Regions from separate parts of the Bos taurus genome. Here region 2 is linked to region 1. The links are chromatin contacts, called in public Hi-C maps. All regions are on one chromosome and are shown on one strand. The core of a region is the stretch at or near the end of the contact, and the rest is flanking DNA. Distances in the headings are between cores, read along the strand shown.

Region 1 (6,943 bases), core at 1,985-4,484:
GGGCCGGCGGCACCAGCCCTGTCTGTAAGAGACAGGACCTGGGCGAGAGAGACGCAGAGCTGCCAGCTGTCAGACCATCCCCGTCGCTGCTGCTTCTAAAGTGACACCGAAAGTGTCGTCGTTCGCTGGACAGAGGGGAGGGGTCTGGTCTGGCTTTGAGCCCCACGTGTTTCCGGTTTTATTAAAAGGCGGAATCGAGGCTTCACTGACGGCCTGAGACAGACACAGAAGGGATCGCCCGTTCCTGAGGTTTCCACCCAAAGACGCTCTAACAGCTGGGTGTCTGGGTCTTCCCGGCATCGGTCCCCACAGAGTGAACTCTTGCCGCTCCGTCTGCTAACTTCAAGGAAGACCGACGGCCTCCCGGACTGGCGCTCAAGGCAGAGAGCTGTTTGGATGAGAGGCCCACCTGCAGCGTCCACCCTCGTTCCGGCCACACCAGGTTGCTGGGGTCGGAAGGACGTGGCCGCCCCCGCGGGAGAACGGTCACGCTGAGTGGCCCCGTTTCCCGGCTGCTCTGACGTCCGGGGGCCCCGCGGCTGCCCGCCCAGCCTCCTCACCAGCTGCCAGAGTCTCTACCGCCCGACAGCCTGCCTGCCGTGACTGACCAGAACTGGCTCTGCGGCCCATGGCACCAGAGGCCCCAGTCTGGGCCCACAGCCCTCGCCAGCTCAAGGGCCCTCAGGGGGCCTCGGGCAGAGCAGGGCACCCCCGGTCCTTCACATCTCGGGAGAGCACTCTCAGGAAACGTTCAGTGTGTCTCTGCAAAGAGTGGTTTAGGTCCGGCCTGGTGTCGGCCCTGCCCTGGGGGTCCCCACGGACATGGGCTCCCCGCTTCCAAATCGCCATAGCAGCTGCAGGGGCAGGTGTGCGGGCCGCTTGCGCCGCCAAGGTTGTCCCCAGGCCCCCCACGGGGACCGGTGTTGAGTGTCCTTCCTCCAGGCTGGTGTCCACTCAGCCCACAGGCCAGGTGCGTCCGTGCCACTGACCCTCATCCTACGTTGTGGCCGTGGTGCCCCCGTGAGGTCAGAGACGGGAGGACGGGTGCCCGGCTCCGCACCCACGCCGCCCTGGCGTTCTCTATGGCTTCCCGTCTGGTGTGAGTGCAGAGCGTGAGACTGAGTGGGTCGAGACGGGCATCCAGGCACTGCCGGGCTGGCTCCGCAGGTCCTGGGTAGGGCTGGGGGCCATCGTCTCTTTCTTATGTTGCTGCTCAGCCCTGGGGCTGCGCGGGTCTTGCTCAGATGCCTTCTTGCTCACAGACCATCCTCTGCGCCACAGCTCGCCTCCCCCAGAGACAGACGCCAGGCCGGCTGGCCAGAGGACACGCCCAGCCCCGTCCCCTCTGCCTGGCCCGACCAGTCTGGCCCGACCCTGTGTTCTCCTGACTTCCAAGGCATTTTGGTTTTGTGTGTTACCGTGGACTCCCTCACGGTTCTATCCTGGCAGTAGTTCAGGGAGAAAGGAGCAGAGGGGGGTCTGTGGCTGGAACTGGGAGGGAGATGGGACGGGGTGTCCTCAGTGACGCTCTGCCACGTGCCGAGCGCATGCCTTTTTAGCTCCTTCTGGGCAGAAGGGACCCCGTGGGGCCAGGTTCAGGGGACCAGCCACTCCAGGTTCCTGGTGAGCCTCTGGGTGGGCTTTTGGTCATCTCCCCAGAGAGCCCGTGGTACCCGCCAGCACTTGTCCTGAGACCAAGAGGCCAGGAGTGGGCAGCTCCCCAGGGAAGATGCTGCTGTAGCCGGAAAGATCTCTGGTGTCCTCAGAGCTCCCCAAGCCGTGGGGCCACACACGCCCCCACCACACCCGTCTGCAGGAGCCAGAGCAGCCAGGAGAGCCGGCAGCGTGGTCTTCCACATGCCTGGGTTGTGGCACATGGACCAACCCACCCGAGGCTGGGAAATAAAAAGGCAACCTGGCCTGACGCGGGGGCCACGGCCGCCTCGGGTCACCCAGGGGCTGGACTCCGCAGAGGGCCGGCCGGGCAGGTGCGCTCGGGCCCGTCGTCGTGGCTGCTCACTCTCCATCGATACCAGGCCTGCCCGTCCAGCTGTACTCGCCCTTTACCAGTGCCAGATACAGGAGGGCGCCGCTCTGCATGGCGGGCGTCACGGAAATCCCTGCCCTACCCCGCTGAGTGTCCTCCCCTCCGGCCAGGGTCACCCTCTCGCAGGCCCGTGGTGGATGCTGAGTGTCCTTGCCCGCCACCTGCATCTCTATGTGAAGCTCCGGGACGCCTGGCGCTGTCGAGCAGAGCCTGTGGTCGGGGTTCGGACCATCTGTCCTTCCCCCCACCCCCCTGGGATCCACTGTGAGGTCGGAGTAGCACTAGGGGGGCCCCCGGGCTGGACATCGTCACCTCCTACTCCCTCTGCTGCAGGGGACCCTCAGGCTCTTTCTGCCGCCAGGTTGGCTCACTTTCACGGTTGCTGTTTGTGGGAGGTTGTTTTTTCTGCTTCAGAATTAAGCCAAATGGAGAAGGTGAAAAATGGACTTCTGAGCTGCTAATCAACACGCATTGGTGATTCTCAGGCGGGAGGGGGTGGGCTTGGTGGGGCCACCAGGCTGCTGGCTGCTTATCTGGACCCTGCTGGGCCTGGAGGGAGACTGGTTTAGGTCGCAGCAGGCCTTGTTCGGCTGGCGCGCTGACTTCCCCTAAAGAAAGGTCTGCCTGGACCAGTCAGAGTGAGCCGCCCGGCTCCCGGGGCGCGTCCCAAGGTCTCTAGACAGAAACTCCTTCGCTGGCCCCTTGAAATTCAGGAGGAGACAGAAACTTTTGGCTTTTTTCCTTTGGTCAGTTTCTTCCTTTTTGGAGGCAAAGAAAAGACCGAACGTGAGCGTGTGTTAGAGAAGAGGGTCCTTCGCGCGGCTCCTCTAGGGTTTAGACTGAGGGGCGGTTGAGGCCGGAGAAGGAGCTGTCTTCTTCCCAAGCCCCAGGTTCTGCTTTGCCCCAAGACGGCTTCGTCTGGGATGGGGTGCTGCCGAGCCCCGGGGAACCGGCCTCGGGCGCCGCCAAGCTCACAGCTGCACCGCAGGCTTTGGTGCAAGAAGGAATGGACGGAGCTGCTAGGCAGGCCCCGCGGCGGTGGGGGGGGGGGGGGGCGGTGCCAGTGGGAGCCCCGCCCTCGCGGCCAGCCGCTCGAGGCCGCCCTCCGGGTTGCCTCTGCCCAGAAGTGAAGTGACTTACCGCGCCTCCTTTATGTTATTCACACGTGCTGCTACGAGGCGGGGACGGGCCGCAGAAGGAGGGAGGCTCTTTGGCGAGGGGAGCAGCAGCGGCTTCTGTCCTCAGCCCTCAGGCTGCTCTCATGCGTTTCATGAACTCCTCTCATCTCACTCGTCCCTTCCTCCAGGCTTGTCTCCATCGCGCGGACCCGCCCTTCCCGCCGGGCCCGGCCTCTTGCCTCTTCTCTTACCCCCAGAAGCTGCTCCCCGCTGGGTCTAAGGGCCGGTCTGGGCCATCAGTCACCACGCAGCCTCTGGGGTGGCCTCATCCGACCGTAAGGGGCCCACCCGGAGTCACAGCTGCCTTGCAGCGCACTGTGTTTGACACACTGCGAGCGTCTGCTCTGAGTGGAAACAGAAAGTGGGCTCGTTGGCTGAGTGTGTTTAGGGAAAGTAGTTTTGCTCTTCTGCTGAGAAGAACGGTCACTTGCCGAGTCTTCGGTGCCCCCCCAGCACCACCGGGTTGTCTGGGCGTCCCTGTGGAAGGCCTGTCCTCTGGGCTCGGGCCGTGGCTCAGCTCTGCCCCAGCCCACGGAGTCATCCACTTCTGCCCTCATCCCCGGGGACACGGGACTCAGCAGAGGATAGAGGTTGGAAGGGTTCATGTCTCTGGGTTTGACAAGACCCCCCTCTGTCCCCATCACGTCTGAGTTAATGTCCCAGCAGCCACCATGAGAGGTCTGATTGTCTGCAAAACTTGCCCTGCCTCCACCCCCAGCTGCAGGCCTGGCCCCGCCCAGTGACCCTGCCCACCGCCCGGTGACAGGAGGCCTCCTGCGGGCTCAGCGCTGACCAGGAGGGACGTTTATGCTGTGTCTTCACGGGGCCCCGAGGTGATTTCTTCAAGTAGGCAAGCCTCAGGGTGTTCAGCGTCTCTTCCTCTCTCTCAGTGTTCTAGAAAAGACTGAGGGCTGCAGACTCTTTCTAGGCATCTTTCTTTTCCTCCAGGGAAGAATCTTACTCAGAGGATTTCCTTCATTCCTTGGACCTGCGTGTCATGCTGGAAGCAACTGGTACAGGTTCCTGAGAAGACCAATTGGGGAGGGGGAGGCGGGAAGCTGCAGCAGACAGGCTTCTTTCTCTAGTTGATGGGCTGAACACTGGCTACGTGGGACCCCTCACCCCCGCCCCCAGCTCTGATGAGCCAGGGGGTCTTCAGGTTACACCCTCCATCACCCTTTTGCTTCCAAGGGAGACAAAAGGTCTCCAAGCTATTCTCACTCTCTTGCCCCAGATCTGTTAAGAGTCAAAATAGAATTGGAAGAATTCTAGTTCATTATTCTTTGTTTGAGATCCTTTTTCTGCAATGAGTGGCTCATTGGACTCATCCAAATATTTACTGGTGGTTCACTCCGCATGAAAAACAGTAAGAAGTGCAGAGGAGTCCAGACCGGAGAGGGATGTGGCTGTTCAACGCTGTGACCCCCCTGGGCTACCACCGTGTTGGTCCCACTCACTAAAGATTCCATGCTGCTCATGTGAAGGTTTTTCTTAGTTGCTGGTGGCTCAGCTGGTAAAGAATCCGCCTGCAATGCAGGAGACCTGGGTTTGATCCCTGGGTTGGGAAGATCCCCCGGAGAAGGGAAAGGCTACCCACTCCAGTGTTCTGGCCTGGAGAATTCCGTGGACTGTATAAGTTCATGGGGTAACAAGGTCGGACACAACTGAGCGACTTTCACTCATTTACTTACTTTCTTAGCTGCAATGATAAGACTGGCCCCTCTCAAGCTGTTGCCATGACCCCCAAGGAATGCTATGAGCTGTCCCCAAATTCTGAGCATATTGGCTGAGCTGGAATGAGGCCCATGAACCTGAAATGGATTTCTTGTGCATGAAATTAACTGGCCAAAAGGCTATGGAACTACGCCTATGCTTTTTTTTTTTTTTGCAGGTTTTTTTTTTTAATTTTATTTTATTTTTAAACTTTACATAATTGTATTAGTTTTGCCAAATATCATAATGAATCCGCCACAGGTATACATGTGTTCCCCATCTGAACCCTCCTCCCTCCTCGCCTATGGCTTCTTAAGACCTTAGCCTCTAAATTTCTGAGTTAAGTTATCAAAAAAAAATTTTTTTAATAAGTAAAAATAGGGTTTAAAATCAAATATTCTTAAGTCTGGCCTCTCCCAGCTTCCTTCCAGGATGGGCTTTCTGGGTACCTGGTCAAGGGGGACTGACCCTGCTCCGTTTCTGCTTTAGGACAGGGACGAGGAGGAGAGACCAAAGTGTGTCCTTAATTCTTGCTTATATTCAGACCCAGATCCCGGGCAGCTTGGTGCACATGGGCAAGGGATAAACCCAGCACGGATTGTGTTTCTTACCTGACTGACAATTAGCCTGTAAAGATCTTTCAGCGGGGCGGATGTTGCTAGGGGGCGTGTCTGTGTGCATTTTTTTTTTTTTTCATGGTGGCCGTCTAAAGTTTTTTAGACAATATGTTTAATCATCAGTGCTTTAAAAAAGTGGCGGTATCCTGTAGAGTGGGAATTGGGCTGCGCGGCGTGTTTGGTGCGAGGCTGAAGTCACGGCGCATTACCGTGGTTCACCATCCATGTGTGGGCTCTGGCCTCTGGGGCACCCAGGAGGGACACATACACCCCAGCACCTGGGCAGGGCGGGGGGAGGGGTGCAAGTAGGGGGGACCCACCTTAGCTAGGCCAGCCTGCGTTTTCATTTCAAATGGGATACAGTATTTTTTTTTTTAATAAGGAGCCATACTTTTTAAAAAAAAAAGTTTGAGATCTGAATGTGATTTCTAATTGTACCAGACGTTAATGTTTTAAAGCTATAACAAAGTTTAAAATTTCTACCTTTTTTTTTTCATTTAACTGTTCTTTTATCTATTAAATTGTTGTATGTGGACGGGGAAGTTTTGTCTTTCCTCTTAGCATTTGTTTCTATAACCAGAAATAAAATTATATATTAAAGAAACGACATGGGGCTCCGCGTGGTCTTGTGAGCGACTGCTGAGGGACAGACGACAGATAGGCAGGTGCCCTGGACACTCGGCTCCCCTCTCAGCTGCAGGCAATCGCCACTTGCTTTTTCACTGTTCAGTCGCTCCGTCGGGTCCGACTCTTTGCTACCCCACGGGCTGCAGCACACCAGGCTTCCCTGTCCATCACCAGCTCCCGGAACTTGCTCACACTCATGCCATCCAACCATCTTACCCTCTGTTGCCCCCTTCCCCTTGTTCCTTCCATCTTTCCCAGCATCAGGGTCTTTTCCAACAAGCAGGTGCTGCCGGATTGACAGATCACCAGAAGGGGGCGCTCAGGCGTCGGCACTGCGGGCCACCTCTGACCGGGGTCTGATGAAAGGTCGTCGCTGATCCGTCCTCGTCAAGGTTCCCGTGTTTGTTTGTGACTTACGTGCCTTCTTCAGATCTCTCAGTGGCCTGCGGTGCTAAAGGAGCTTCCAGCACCTCTCTTCCTCCTTCTGGAACTCCGCCACCAGTCCAGAGGGCGGATCGGTGAAGCCCTAATGCGGCGGTAACGGGTTAAGCAGAGGCTGGGAGTCCAGCCATACAGCAAGCGGGAGCGAAAGTGGTTAAGTTTCGGGAGCTACGTTGGCTAATTAGCATCTTTTTAAACTGTTGAGGTCTTAAAGGTTTGTTTTTGGTGAAGATCTTAAAATAGCATTTTACACAATGTTTTCATAAGAAACCGTCAAATATCACCCTTGGTAATTCAGTCAGATGTGTGTGGGGAGAGAG
Region 2 (6,943 bases), core at 2,403-4,902, 100 kb before region 1:
AGCCTCTCCCTCGTCCAATTGGGAAAATCTCCCACATCCTCTAAGACCTCATACAAACGTCACCTGGTTTCCAGAACATTCTAAACCCTGCCTCCCCAGCAGGGTCGGCTCTTCTGGCATCTGTACCCTACGTGAGTGTCCATCTCTGCCTACACGCTGGGCCCCGAGGGTTGGGTCCACACATAAGACAAGTTACGTATAAACAAGTGGTGGTGGTGCTGTTGCTAATGACGAAACAGGTAAACACATCCAACATGTTTTGACCTCGGCCCGTCGGAAGGATTCTGCACACTCAGCAGCCCCTTCCCTCCCGAGGGCTCCAGTCTCAACCTTCCTCTTCTCAGAGGGGAGTTTCTCATTGTCATGGATGGCAACTCACACACGATGCAAATAATCACCTTTTATGTGGCCTTGGAAAAGCTTCTGTTTGATCTCCCCGCAGCTGTCTTCACGGAAGGCTCCCATGCAAATAAAGAGTGCAGTAGCAAAATGTCAGGGGGCTCAGCCCAGAAGCCTGAGCCCCTGAAGGGTCGGAGGGGCCAGGAGGGGCCTTGGGCCCTTATCTGACTCCCCAGAAACCAGAGCACCTTCCTGCCCGCCGCCGCCTCCTGCCCTTCTGTTCTCTGTCTTCAGGATGCTCTGGGTCTGCCCAGCATGGGACACACAGCTCTCCCCTGACCCTTCCCACACCCCCGCCAGGGCAGAGAGCACCTCTGTGTACCCCACCTCCCCCCGCTGAGCCGAGGCGGGGGACGGGAGTGAGTCTGGTGGAGCCAGTGTGCAGGTGGGGGCTGCCTCCCGCGGCTGGAATCAAACGGGAGCTGAGGGGCCCCGGGGCGGGCGAGCCACGTGGGTGGGGAGAGGAAGGCCACTGGCATCTCAGTGTGACGAAGGCCTCTCCACGGGAGGGGCAGACCATGTCCTGCTGGCGAGGACGTCAACTGCGTCCCTCCGTCTAAAGAGCAGTATTCTGGGGACTCCCCGCTGGTACGTGGAGAAGAATCCACCTGCCAGCACAGGGAACCCGGGTCTAAGCCCTAACTCAGGGCAGTTAGGCCTGTGTGCCACAGCTACTAAAGCCTGCTCGGCCTAGAGTCCGTGGTCTGCAACGAGAGAGGCCACCACGATGAGAAGCCCGCGCACCACAGCAGAGCTCGCCACAGTGAGAGAAAAGCCCACGCAGCAGCAAAGACCTCGCACAGCCAAACATGAAAATAAACAATAAATAAGATTTTTTTAATTAAAAAAAGAGAGAGAGAAAAGTGCTGGATTGGGAAACTCTTAGACTCAACATGAGATGCTGGAGCGGGGAGTAAAGAAATGCATGTGTCGGGAACCAAGCTCCCAATTCCGACCCCACAGATGAGCCAAGTGACCCTGTCCAGAGTGTTAGTAAGCCCCTCCCTGACGGGGGACCACCCCTGTAAGAGGAAGGTGGGGTAGCACCCCAGTGGCTTCTAGCACATGGGGCCTCAAAGCTCACACCATCAAAGATCAAAAAGACCCACATTTCCGAGAAAGATGTCCCACAGGCAGAGAAAGCATGCTGTCACTTCTGTGATGATCACAGAGCTCTGGTTTCCAACCTAGATTTTTATCTGGCGCCAGCAGGGAGAGGTTCTGCTTCTGAGTCAGACGGTATCTGAGTAGGGGATCTGGGTTCGAACCCAGCCCCTCCCATCCAGGGCGGTCTTAGGGTGAACTGACAAAGCCCCTCTGAACTTCAGTCTGCCGGTCTACGAAGGAAGTGTCCGGGGCAGAGCGGACGGTAGCGTCCGCACTGGGGCAGAGACGTCCCTGTGAAGAACAAACGAGGTGATGGGACCCGGCACATAGTAAGTGCCCGCGAAACACGGCTCGTTTTATGATCTCTCACGTGGAACGGAAATGACAGCTACTTCAGAGGTAGCTGATTTAGGGACTTCCCTGGTGGTTCAGTGGTTGAGACTCCATGATTGCAATACAGGGGCCACAGGTTTGATCCCTGATGGGGGGAACTAAGATCCCATGTGCCACCAAAAATATAAACAAAAAAAGTACCAGTTTTCATTCATTCATTCAAGATGATGAACACAGCAAATTAAAACACCAATGGCAGGTTGCAGCACCAGGCCAAAAAATAGTAGTTGATTTAGCCTCTGGATTAAACAAGATTGCTGGGAGAAGGCAATGGCACCCCACTCCAGTACTCTTGCCTGGAAAATCCCATGGACGGAGGAGCCTGGTAGGCTGCAGTCCATGAGGTCGCTGAGGGTCGGACACCACTGAGCGACTTCACTTTCACTTTTCACCTTCATGCATTGGAGGAGGAAATGGCAACTCACTCCAGTGTTCTTGCCTGGAGAATCCCAGGGACAGCAGGGCCTGGTGGGCTGCCGTCTATGGGGTCGCACAGAGTCAGACACGACTGAAGTGACTCAGCAGCAGGAGCAGCTATATACTGATAATATGTGAATAGATAAACTAGTTGGTTCAACTGTGTAACATAAAGATGTGGAATTTTCAGTCTCGGCCCCCTAACTTGCTAGGCTGCTGCCCCCAGCCCCGATTCCTGGGACGCCAGAGCTTTGCTGAGAAAGTTCTAGGTGCTGTCTGCTCACCCCTCACCTGCTTATTCTGCCCCCGCCTCCTGATGCTTCATTTCTTGGCCACCAGGTCATAAAGCGTCAGCCTCTTCGGGCAGAGCTGCCAATAAACTCCGGTCTTATGACCCCCCAGTTCCACTGAAACCTTGTCAGGCGGGACTTTTTTTCACTCCAGCAAACAGAAGATGGGGGTCATTTTATCTCACGTTATAATGATCAGCTTGGGATAGTTTTTGTTTTTTAATTTTTTGACCTCACCACAGAACATGCAGGATCTTAGTTTCCCAACCAGAGATGGAACCTGTGCCCCCCACCTCCCTGCATTGGAGGCACAGTCTTAACCACTGGACCACCAGGGATGTCCCTTGGGATGGTTTTTTTTATTTCCTTATCAATGTCAAAATGAGTGATCACAAACTTACATCCCCCGAGCAGCCAGGCAGTTGCCATAAATAAGGGACAACGCTTGGAGGCGGTGGGGCCTGACACCGCTGGTTCGCTGTTTTGGTCTTGTTGCTGCCACTGACAGAGGCTTGGCGCTGGGAACAGCAGGGCACGGTGGAAACCAAGGCTAAGGCCGGAGACCTGTGTAGCCTCTTTGTCGTAATTTGAGGGTGATGGCCCAATTTTTCTAGTTGCTCTGATTTTTCATATTTTTGCATAAATTCTCCCAAATTTTAAAATATTGGCTCAGTTTGGTTTTTTTTTTTTTTTTGGACACTGTAAGTCAGAGAAAATATAACTGCAGACCAGATTCAGCTCCTGAGCCATCACCTTGAGAGACTTCATGGAGCCTCCTCCAGCCAGTCCTCACCACCGCCTCCAGTGTGTGTGAACGGAAGTGGAGAGTGGCCAGGGTCACCAGGACGATTGTCCTGAGCGTGAACTGCCCAAGGGCACCCACCTGAGAGGCGGCCTCTTCTGTCCCAGGGCAGCTAAGACTTGTTCTGCAAATTTCAGCGGTTGTCCAGCAGAGGGCAGTACGATTTCACAGTCTGACAAAGTCAGCCCATCACACGGTCTCAACAGATGGATGTGACGTGTCTTCCGGCTGGGGTGTGTCCTCCTTCAGATTCACCCAGAGCAGGTGTAAGGACCAGCAGCGGCCCTGAGCGGGGAGGAAACTGCAATGGAAGACCCCATCCATTCTGGTTGGGTTGCAAAGTGGAAGTTCCAAATACCAAGCATTAGTGAGGTTGTGGAAAAAACAGAAATTGCACTACCCTGGCGGGGGCAGTGGGGGGTGACGGTGAAGGACAGGAGGAGTGTGAATTGATACACCCCCACATTGGAAAGTTTTTAGCAGCACCTACCCAAACTGGACATACAAATACCCATGACCCAGCAATTCCACTAGGCGTGTGCCCAACCACACACGAACATACGTGTGCCTGGAAACGTTTAGAACATTCATGGGCATGCCCTTTCCGAGAGCCAAGACCAGAAAGAGGTCCAATGCCTATTAGAAATGGAAAAAATGAATAAAGTGTGTATCTGCAGGGTGGATACCAGACAGCAATGCAAACGAACCAGGATACAGAAAAATCTGCTCAAAGTAACGTTAGGTACATGAAGGCAGCCACAGAAGAGTGTCCTGGGGGATTTCATTCATACCAAAGGCGAACAGCAGGCAGAGATCAGCTGTGGTGTCAGGAGCCAGGATGGCTTAGGTGCCTGGTGGTGACCTAAGGGGCACTCGGGGACTGTCCTGGGGTGCTGGTGAGGTTCTGGAGCTTGACCTGCAGGTGATGATGTGGTGGTGGTTGTTTGACTGCTAAGTCGTGTCTGACTCTTTGCAACCCCATGGACTGCAGCATACCAGGCTTCCCTGCCCTTCACTATCTCCCAGACTTTGTCAAACTCACGTCCACTGAGTCGGTGATATCATCCAACCATCTCATCCTCTGTCCTCTGTCATCCCCTTCTCCTTCTGCCTTCAATCTTTCTCAGCATCAGGGTCTTTTCCAATGAGTTGGCTCTTTGCATCAGGTGGCCAAAGTATTGGAGCTTCAACTTCATCACCAGTCCCTCTATTGAATATTCAGAACTGATTTCCTTTAGGATGGACTGGATGGATCTCCTTGCAGTCCAAAGGACTCTCAAGAGTCTTCTCCAGCACCACAGTTCAAAAGCATCAATTCTTCAACGCTCAGCCTTCTTTATGGTCCAACTCTCACATCCATACACGAATACTGGAAAAACCACAGCTTTGACTATACAGACCTTTGTCGGCAAAGTGATGTCTGTTTTTTAAGTAAACTGTCTAGGTTTGCCATAGCTTTTTTTCCAAGGAGCAAGCATCTTTTTTTTTTTTAATTTCATGCCTTCAGTCACCATCTGCAGTGATTTTGCAGCCCAAGAAAATAAAGTCTGTCAGTGTTTCCTTTGTTTCCCCTTTATTTGCCATGAAGTGATGGGACTGGATGCCATGAACTTCATTTTTATGAATGTTGAATTTTAAGCCAGCTTTTTCACTCCCCTCTTTCACCCTCATCAGGAGGCTTTTTAGCTCCTCTTCGCTTCCTGCATTAGAGAGCTGATGTGGATGGGGTCTCTGGGAAATCGACTCGTGCACTGTACGCTTTCTGTACACACGAGACCAACACACGAGTGTCACAGCAGAGACCCCCAGGTGTGCATTGGGCAGGGAAGGGCTTTGGAGGAGGAGAGGCAGAGGAAAGCTCCGAGTTCCGGCATCAGCGCCTCCAGGTGCGACGTTCACTCCAGGGCTGCCCGGGTCATGGGCGTCGCACTATTACTGGGGGAAGCCAGCATCCTTGGACGGGTCGTGTCAACGACGGGTTGGTGCATAGGACAGGGTTTGGGAACCAGGAATCCTTGCTTCCCTGAGATGAGGGTTTGTGTGCTGGTCATTTATGTGGCTCCCGGGAGATCCACGAGGGAGACAGAGCCGCCAAGCGAGGGCAGGACTTTGAGGTGGAGTCCCAGGCCCCTGGAATGCAGGTTACACCTCGAGGTTTGTCCCGACAGGCAAGGGAGCTGGGCTTTCAGAGCCCCACACCCATCAGCGCTTGGCTGAGGGCTCACCTGGAGGATGAAGACCCCCTGCCGTCTGCACGCACAGGCTGAATGGCCCCAGGGCAGGCGTTCCAGAGCCAAGCATCCCTTGCTGGGAAGAACCATGGGAATGTGGGGGAGCTCAGGGACCTGGGGTCCAGACGCTGACCTCCCCGCTTTCCCCGGGCATCTCCAGTTCAGAGGGGGGATGCGAGGCTGCCCGTCCCGCTGGAATCACAAATCACCTTCATCAGGCCCCAAGGCGGTGATGAATTGTTCAAGGGTATAGAAAGCGAAGAACTAAATTTAGAGCCTCTTGATGAAAATGAAAGAGGAGAGTGAAAAAGTTGGCTTAAAACTCAACATTCAGAAAACTAAGATCATGGCAATTAGATGAGAAAACAATGGAAAAAGTGACAGACTTTATTTTCTGGGCTCCAAAATCACTGCAGGTGGTGACTGCAGCCATGAAATTAAAAGACGCTTGCTCCTTGGAAGAAAAGTTATGACCAACGTAGATAGCATATTAAAAAGCAGAGACATTACTTGCCAACAAAGGTCCGTCTAGTCAAAGCTGTGGTTTTTCCAGTAGTCATGTAGGGATGTGAGATTTGGACCATAAAGAGAGCTGAGCACCAAAGAATTGATGCTTTTGAACTGTGGTGTCGGAGAAGACTCTTGAGAGTCCCTTGGACTGCAAGGAGATCCAACCAGTCCAACCTAAAGGAAATCAACCCTGAATATTCATTGGAATGACTGATACTGAAGTTTAAGCTCCAATATTTTGGCCACTTGATACGAAGAGTCAACTCATTGGAAAAGACCTTGATGCTGGAAAAGATTGAGGGCAGGAGGAGAAGGGGACAACAGAAGATAAGATGCTTGGATGGCATCACCCACTTGATGGACATGAGTTTGAGTAAGCTCTGGGAGTTGGTGATGGACAGGGAAGCCTAGTGTGCTGCAGTCCATGGGGTCGCAAAAAATCGGACTCGACTGAGTGACTGAACCGATCTGAACTGATATTGGTTGCTTGCAGCGTTTGGGTTTCCTCTGGAAAACAAGAGGCCAGTGATGCTTTCAAAGTGCCAATGCTGGGACTTCCCCAATGGTTCAGTGGTTAAGACACTGTACTTCCAATCCAAGGGACGCAGGTTCACTCCCTGATCAGGAAACTAAGATCTCACATGCCATCTGGTCAAAAAAAGAGAAAAGAATATGCCAATATCTTTATAGTAACTGTTTTTTAAAAACCAAAAGTGAGTGAAGTCACTCAGTCGTGTCTGACTCTTTGCGACTTCATGGACTATAGCCTACCAGGCTCCTCCGTCCATGGGGTT

The links. A called contact is a pair of places that touch in the nucleus more often than the background predicts.
Region 2: a contact with region 1 is called in a Hi-C map of an unstated tissue, with 5 times the contacts expected there. The contact joins two enhancer-like sites. A contact is called at or near these places in 3 of 11 Hi-C or Micro-C datasets (blastocyst, liver and an unstated tissue).

The regions. Positions count from the first base shown.
Region 1 is chr25:39,210,157-39,217,099 of ARS-UCD2.0, reverse strand. It overlaps FOXK1 (forkhead box K1), which reads left to right. Exons shown (of 9, transcript XM_059881628.1): 9 at 1-6,162. Among named protein-coding and RNA genes, the nearest start is that of AP5Z1, 5.8 kb to the right of the region's middle. Within about 2 kb of position 3,234, at least 6 of the 102 cell types and tissues checked have an H3K27ac peak or open chromatin away from gene starts, as enhancers often do.
Region 2 is chr25:39,313,465-39,320,407 of ARS-UCD2.0, reverse strand. All of the region lies in intron 4 of LOC132343885 (a long non-coding RNA gene), which reads left to right. Among named protein-coding and RNA genes, the nearest start is that of MIR2890, 21 kb to the right of the region's middle. Within about 2 kb of position 3,652, at least 21 of the 102 cell types and tissues checked have an H3K27ac peak or open chromatin away from gene starts, as enhancers often do.